Linked DNA regions of Gossypium hirsutum: region 2 is linked to region 1. A link is a contact called in public Hi-C data. All regions are on one chromosome and are shown on one strand. Each heading gives the region's core, a stretch centred on a gene start, on an enhancer-like site or on the middle of the called end of the contact. The rest is flanking DNA. Distances are from core to core; before and after follow the strand shown. Region 1 holds the start of LOC107904104 (60S ribosomal protein L35). Region 2 holds the start of LOC107904111 (psbP-like protein 1, chloroplastic).

Region 1 (4,273 bases), core at 1,282-3,781:
ATTTCAAATATTTATAATATATAATTAGAAAAAATTGAAGTAACATAAAGTCTTTTTATAAATGAGAAAGGTGCCATGAACTTTCCTTAGAGCTAAACCATCACCCAATATTCCAACCATTCCTTATCTTCCACTTTCTATAAAACTTCAACAACTCCATACATACACATACACATACACATTTACACATTTACACATTTACACATATATAGATATATGTATGTGTATGAAACTCCAGTTCATCAAGACAAATATAAATTCCTGAGCTTGTATTGTTCTTCCTTGCCAGAAACATATCAGATGGAAACCTATAAACTCATTTCTGCACTACTTCTCACCTTCACAATTGCCTTCTCCACTTCAGCAAGAATGCTTGATGAGCAACCCTCAAACCCATCCAATCCTGTTTCAACACCTGTTTCTAATGTACCACCATTGACCACCCCACCAGGCTCAAACCCTAACCCTACTGTGGTTGGTGGTGCAACCAGTGGTCCCAATCCTGTAAACCCTAACCCTGACCACCACACGCTGACCTTCTTCATGCATGACATCCTAGGTGGGTCAAACCCCACTGCACTAGCAATCACCGGCATTGTCAACAACCCTGCAGTCAATGGTCAGCTCCCATTTGCCAAACCAAATGGTGCCAACCTCCCACTCAACAATGGCATTAACCAAAACACTGGGAACACCGGCATTCTAAACAACAATAACTTCCCATTGCTCACTGGTCTCGGTGGAAACACTCAAGCTTTAAACAATGGCAAGAACTTAAACAATGGGGCTTCCAACTTCCCCGTCCTAACTGGGGGCCAACTTCCTTCAGGGTCGGCACTGCAAAAGCTCATGTTCGGAACCATGACGGTCATCGACGACGAACTGACTGTCGGACATGAGCTAGGTTCTGGGTTCCTAGGCAAGGCACAAGGGTTCTATGTGGCTAGCTCAATCGATGGGAACAGTCAAACCATGGCATTTACGGCCATGTTCGAGAGTGGACACTACGCTGACACCCTTAGCTTCTTTGGGGTTCATCGGATCGGTGTATCGGAGTCTCATTTGGCCATCATGGGTGGTACTGGGAAATATGTTAATGCAAAAGGTTTCGCCATTGTTAAGACTATACCAGCAAGCAATCAACAGCAGGAGACTGATGGCTTTGAGACAGTGCTAGAGTTTACTGTTTATATTACCTATTAGATCTGATTTGAGAGTCAAAATTCAAAGATTTCTGAATTTTTTTTTATAAAAATAGTGAAATTTTATGTGATTTATTTGGAAAATTATACTGTGTTATGAATCTGACAAAAAAATGAAAAATTTAGAATTTGTTGCCAAAATTTTGAGTTGATTTATCCGGTTAAATGAATATGTAAGATCCGAATTAACCAATAAAAAATCGGATTGAGTTATTAAAAATTTCATACAAAAATTTATAATGATAAATTTAATTGGCTAAATCACAAATTTAGTCACTAATGTTTACATGCTTTGTCAAAATGATCTCAATTGTATTTTTGAGCTTTTTTTTTGCCATCAACTTTTCTATTATTCAAAATTTTTTTAATAGATTTGATGAAAGTGCCGTTAAAAAAATTTAACGGGATGATGTAAAATTTCATGTGGAATATTTTTAATGAGATGTAATCTATATCAAAAATATTGAATGTGTGCATTCATTTTGAAACATTTTTTTAGATAATTACGTTTATTTTCTTCAAACTAAAAAAAGTTGTTTTTTTAACTTCATGAATTATTTATTTATTTTATTGTTTTCCACGTGTAATTATTTTATTGGGTTACCTAAGTAATAGATTACATCTCATTAAAAATATTTCACATATGAAATTCCACATCATCTTGTTAATTTTTTTAATGGTACTTTTATCAAATCTGTTGAAAAAAAACAATTTGAAAAAAAATAAAGGTTGGTGACCAAAAAAGGCTCAAAAATACAATTAATGCCATTTTGACAAAATATATAAACGTTAGTAGCATTTATCATTAAGCCAATTTAATTCTCAACTTGTCCTTAAATATTGTAAATAGAGTTAAAAGCTTTTTTTTAAGGATGGGTCAAGGGATCTTATTTCAGGGGTTGCATCAAGAATTGTTGTGGCTAGAGAAGAACTTGGTACGTGGCGTGGAGGAGTTGGGAGAAATATTGGTAGATGTAATGTTGTGCAGACTAAACTTTGGACTATCTATAATGGACTCCTTATGACGTGAGATGCTAATTGGGTTAATATTCTGGTCGAAACAATTTGTTCTCAAACTATAGAAGCCATTTTAAATAGGCCTTGTAGACAATTGTACAGTGACCTACTTATTTGTAGAAGATTCCAAGAGAAGTTAATAGAGGTGCATATATGATAACTGGGATTATGAAAGCATTCTCTTATGATCTGATAGTCTTATAGGAACCCCAGAAATAATCATGAAACATCAACGGCTAGATGTTATACTAGAATAATATTGTAATTATTGCCGGGTTGTTTAAAGATTTTAATCCAACTCTTTTTTAAATATTTATAAAAATATAAAAATCGATTTGTGGAGAAGCAATACTCATTCCTCCATTAGACTTTATCCAAACAAGCCCAAGTTTAGAAGCCCATAGTATATTAAAGCCCAATAAACTACAATAAAATAAACCAAATTTAACCCAATTCTTTAAAACCCTAGTCTCCTTTTAATATTAGGGTTTCGTCATACTTTAAGAAAGACAGAGCGAAGCCGGCATTGCACTCACTTCTGAAGAGCAGCGGAAGAAGCAATGGGTAACTCTTCAAATGCCTTTAAAATGTTTATATTTTTCTTGCATTTCCTAAAATCAAACATGGATTTTTCATGTGTTTTAATCTTTGTTTCATGTTTTTGTTTGTAAATCGCTTAAAAAAACAGCGAGAATCAAGGTCCATGAGTTGAGACAGAAATCAAAAACTGAGCTTTTGGCTCAGTTGAAAGATCTCAAAGCTGAGCTCGCTCTTCTTCGTGTTGCCAAAGTTACCGGTGGTGCACCTAACAAGCTTTCGAAGATGTAATTTTCTCTCTCTGTATTGTTCTTTTTTAATCTGTTTTATGTGTTAGCTATGGATCCTAAGTTTAGGGTTAATTGGGTATATGAAAATGGAACTTGATTTCCTATTTTATTCGGAGAAATGGGTATTCATTTGTTTTTAACAAAGGATTTTCTTGTTCGATTGGTACTTTCTTATATTGTTTTTGCTATGTAGTGAAAGTGAATTGCTGGTATCTCTGGAACAAAGTTTTCCTTCTTTATAGTTGTTAAAATGTGTTGTGATCAATAAAATGTTAAAACATTTAAGAAATTGAATTTCATTAAGAAGCTTAATAATTTCGCTTTTATGTATGGAACAATATGTTTGAATTTATATTTATTTTAGCCATATGCCATTTTTTCTCCCTCCAATTATATCATTTGGTGACTATATGAGAAGTGAAAAGCAAAGTAGCGATATCAATTCTGATATCATTTGATTGGCAAGTTAAGCTTTTAAAGAGCTAGTTAGGACTAATGTATATGTTGGTTTTGAAACTGTACACTTTGGAGTGCTTTGTATATGAGTTTCATTTATGACTTGTTCAATATTTTATTAGACCTTGTTGATTTTGTTCCGGTTCCGGATTCATTGGTTTTGGCATGTTGTTTTGAGTCTTCTGTTTGTATGAATGCAGAAAGGTGGTGAGGTTATCAATTGCTCAGGTGTTGACGGTGATCTCACAGAAGCAGAAGGCTGCACTGAGGGAGGCATATAAGAAGAAGAAGTTCTTGCCCCTTGATCTCCGTCCAAAGAAGACCAGAGCCATCAGGAGAAGGCTTACCAAGCATCAGGTACAGACATTCTTTTGATTATGCGAATATGCTTTTATTATAGCTTTTGTTGAATAAGTATATTTTACTAAAATCCTAGTGTGAGTCTCGGGTTAAGTTCACATACCCATGTCTGAAGATGTGCTTGATATAGGTGTCAGACATGAGTACATTAAGAAAATGAATAGTCGGAAATCAGAATAACATAAAATCATGTCATTTCAGCTGCCATGCCGCTTCCATCCATCTTGAATGCATAGAACTATCAATGAAACATGTATTCGGGTTTAGTTTGCTTGCTGTTTGTATAGCTTGTTCGGTTGCATCTGAATATCGATTTGTTTGCTTGCCCTAGGCATCGCTGAAGACAGAACGTGAAAAGAAGAAGGAAATGTACTTCCCAATGAGGAAGTATGCCATTAAGGTGTAGGATAA
Region 2 (4,273 bases), core at 830-3,329, 190 kb before region 1:
TCATTAATTGACTCCTTAATAAAGGTGATCATGGGCCGGGTAGCCCGGCCCGGCTAGACGGTCAGTCCGAAATATGAGAGGGTTCGGATAAAAATATAGGCTCGAAATATGTGTTTGGGCAAAAAAACGAGGCCTGTTTAAAAAATGGGTCGAGTCTCGGGCACCACTTTTTGGGCCCAGGCCCTGCTCTGCCCGGCCCGAATAAATAATAAATATATTTTTTTATTATTTTTAAAATATTTTTAAAATACTTTTTTATTTTTAAAATAAATTTTTGGTGTTTTACTTAAAAAATAGGCCGGGCTGGGCTCGAGCTTAAGAATTTTTTCCGGGCCAGACTTGGACAAAATTTCAAGCCCATATTTTGAGTCGAATCGGGATCGGGACTAGGACTCGGGCTGAATTTTTTTGGAGCCCGGCCCGGCCATGAGCACCTCTACTCCTCAACTATTGACAAGCATATAAATAAACCCTAATTAGTTTTATTCTTTTTCTAGGTTAGTGTAAAATTTGCAGAATAGGCCCTTCAACTTTTTGTCACGCTTAATTTATTCCTATAACGAAATCTAATTCCGTTTTAAATCATTACATGATTATAATAAGTATTAATATTTGCTTATAATAATTTTTAAAATATACATATATTTTATTTAATTTGCAACAATTTTTAATAAATAAAATATTTAAAATTTATAAAATAAAATTGTATTTTTACATATGGGGAATGAAGTTGGACAATTGATTGTCTAGGTTCATTTGCATATGGACAACCATTTGTCCAACTTCATTCTAGACATAATTTTTTTAAAATTTTTATATATTTTAAATTTTAATTACATATTATATTTTTATATTTTAAATATATAAAATCTAAAAAATTAAATATATATAAATTTGTAAAAATATTAAAAATAGTTTTTGACACTAGAATGAACCGAAACAATTGGTTGTCTAGATTCATTTCAAACATGTTTTTGAGTACTTGTATATATTTTTAATTTTCATAAAATATTATATTTTATATTATTATGAAATTAAAACATATATAACATCTTATGTTTATAAAATATATTATTTCACATAAAAATTTATAAAAATAAAAATATATTAGATTTTATAAAATATATTTGTCCAAATATATAAATATATATATGATTTATATAAAATAAAACTATAAAAAATGTATAAAATATAAAATTTTATAAAATATCAGATTTTATTTATTTTTAATTTAATAATATAAAAATATGGTCATAATATGAAATATTAAAATATATAAAATTACTCAAAAAAAACATGTCTAGATATTCATTCTAATGCCAAATAATATTTTTAATATTTTTGTAAATTCATAAATTTTAATTTTTTTAGATTTTATATATTTTAAATATCAAAGTAATAATAAAATATAAAAAATCTGATATGTCATAAAAAATAATATATATACATATAAATACTATAAAGGGATTCTAAAATGAATTAGACAACCAATTATCCAAATTCATTCTGTATGTGTAAAAAATTTTAAACACCAAAAATATGATATTACCACGTGTTACCATACTATTAATTGCCAGTTACACATTAATATATTTTAAGAATGTTAATTAAGTACTTAATCCCAACTCTCCCTAACGGGTATATACCCCTTTATGCTTTTGCACTGACACCGAAATCACACTTGGGAAACAAGTGCAATCTCATCACACCGTCAATGTCTCGTAACCATTGAAAGCTCCAGGGCCGATTCACTTTAAACCTCCCTCCCAGCTAATAAAATTATTACAAACCCAAAAAACAATTTAAATATTTTCCATAATATATTTTTAATAAAGTAATAATAGAATTTTTGACATTATGAATCATTATTTAACATAAATATAATTTTAATTATTTATTTTTAATGTATTCACATTTTAATTTAATATCTTTAATAATTATTTAAATTTTAATTTCACCATTATCTTTATTTTTATATTCAAACACATATCACATTATTAATTTTAATCTCAATTACTAAAATAATTAATCTCGTGATAGCTATTTTTAATATTAGGCGATGCAAGTTTACCGTGCAAGGAAGCCTAAGTCTGAAAACTTTTTGTACAGAAAATAGTTACAAGTTTAGCAAGTCGAAGAATTATAATAAGAGAGAAGGTGGGTCCAATCCAAATCCAACAAACCAAAATCTAGTAGGCTTCAAAAGCCTTATATACGTGTGACATGAAAAGCCACTTGCACTCTTTCTCAACGGATAACAATCCAAAGATGAACAAATCTCCACCACAAAACCATCAATGAAGATTTCTACTTTTTTTTTCTTCACTAGTTCATATGAACTGAAACACAGAATATTAAACAATGGCAGCTTTGCAGAATTCTATGCCATCCCTTCATCATACATTGTTCACTAATTCCTTTCCCCAGGTTTCTTTTCTCATCAACATTGTCAATCTATTTTGTTTTACAGCTTTGGGTCTTTTCTATTTTTTTTTCTTTATGATTGGATTTTGCTCCTTCCATTCGTTAAACAGAGAGGGTTGCAGAAGCTTTCTCATGGAGCATTTCTTTGCTGTAAAACAAGTGTTCCTCTTCATGTCCGGGGTGAGCATTTATCATCTCCACCTGCCGCTGCTTCTAGCTCTTCTCAGTTTCAAGGTGAATTTAATTTCTTCTTCTCCTTCTTCTTCTTCTTCTTTTAATTTTTTTTTCTTAATCCTGTAATTGTAAATTCTGGCATAGAGATTAGAGGTATTTGTGGAGATTTTATACAGCATTTCTTTATTATTATTTTTTCTATATATTAATGCTTATATTGTATTTCTTTTTTCTTTTCTTAATTTTCAGATAGTGGTGGGAGACGCCGAATGATTGCCGTTGGCATCATTGCTCCTTTGGTTTCAATTGTCGACCGAACTCCTATTGCGTGTATGTATATTCGATCCAATGTTATTATCCCATCTAAGGTTTTTGGATCTAATTAAAATCAAGTCCACTTGCTTCTTTGAATAAAATTTCCTGATATGCTAAGAGGACACATTCATATGGTTCAGTTGCTGCAGAAACTAAGAAGGGATTTCTTCCAGTCACTGACAAGAAAGATGGATACACATTTCTCTATCCATTTGGGTGGCAGGTAAACTTTGTGCATTTAATTACCTCTATTCTATGTTACTCGGATTCGAGAGTGAGTATTAGATACAGCTATGTCTCCGATTCAGAGTAACATAGTAATTTACGGATTCGATTTAATGAAAATTAGAATTGACAGTAACTAGTCTCTCTTGCAATTGTGTAGGAAGTAGTTATTGAAGGTCAAGACAAGGTGTTCAAAGATGTTATTGAGCCATTAGAAAGCGTTAGTGTGAACATGATACCAACTAGCAAACAAGATATTCGAGATTTCGGATCTCCGCAAGAGGTTTGCCATGGATAGCCTATATTATATATCATCATATTGAGGACATAAAAAAAAAAAAAAGAGAGAGTGAGATCTTAGTTCTCACGATAAATTCTCACAGGTTGCTGAAACACTAATCAAGAAAGTTTTGGCTCCTCCAACTCAGAAAACAAAGCTAATTCAGGCAGGAGAGGTTTGTTTCCTGCCTTTTTGTTTGATTCAAAGATGGATTTGTTACCCTTTCTTTTATTGTACTGCCTTTATTATTTTTGACTATATTGCTCTGATTCTTCATTCTTCTTTAAATATTCGTGTCCAACACTTGGTTCTGACGATGTATATCCAGACATGGATACAGGGCCTCGTACATGAAAACACATCCTATGATAGTGTTTATATTTTCCTGGAATGCAGCCCTACTTTTATCTGGACAAGTTTCTCAACTAGTTCATCTAATTACCCTCTTGTAGTGTTGTAGGGATTGTTAGGATATGTTGTTTGGACCTGCATGTTTAGGTGTCGATCATATTAAGATGGTAGGTTTAACAATAAGCATATTTATGATGTGCTCATGTTATTTTCACATTTTACAATCATGTTTGATGCATCAATATAAACTTTGACAAAACATAAGATTTGAATGGATTGATGTGTTCATGTTTGGTCATCTTTTAGTTATTTTCATGTAATGAATTAATGTTCTGTCTAATTAACAGATCCATTCGTATCATTTATAGTATATGGAATGGCTAAATAGACTTTGAGCTTTTGAATGTCAAATGCTCTCCTAGTTTATGTTACTCTAACTCTTAATTTTTCTTGAAATATCTGTATTTGATATCTGTACGGGATATATTTTTGGACATAGGTATG

Evidence for each region. Hi-C and Micro-C count contacts between places; a contact is called where the count stands out from the background.
Region 2: a Hi-C map of leaf shows a contact between it and region 1, with 1.6 times the contacts expected there. The contact joins the promoter of LOC107904111 here to the promoter of LOC107904104 in region 1. A contact is called at or near these places in 2 of 34 Hi-C or Micro-C datasets (hypocotyl and leaf).

The regions. Positions count from the first base shown.
Region 1 is chrD05:32,955,189-32,959,461 of Gossypium_hirsutum_v2.1, reverse strand. It overlaps LOC107904104 (60S ribosomal protein L35), which reads left to right and starts at 2,531. Exons shown (of 4, transcript XM_016830371.2): 1 at 2,531-2,783; 2 at 2,908-3,043; 3 at 3,703-3,859; 4 at 4,194-4,273. The coding sequence starts at 2,780. The coding sequence ends at 4,268. LOC107903001 (dirigent protein 25) reads left to right here and starts at 234. Exons shown (of 1, transcript XM_016829079.2): 1 at 234-1,312. The coding sequence starts at 301. The coding sequence ends at 1,203.
Region 2 is chrD05:33,141,969-33,146,241 of Gossypium_hirsutum_v2.1, reverse strand. LOC107904111 (psbP-like protein 1, chloroplastic) reads left to right here and starts at 2,079. Exons shown (of 8, transcript XM_016830378.2): 1 at 2,079-2,427; 2 at 2,535-2,658; 3 at 2,848-2,928; 4 at 3,054-3,136; 5 at 3,299-3,421; 6 at 3,522-3,593. The coding sequence starts at 2,362.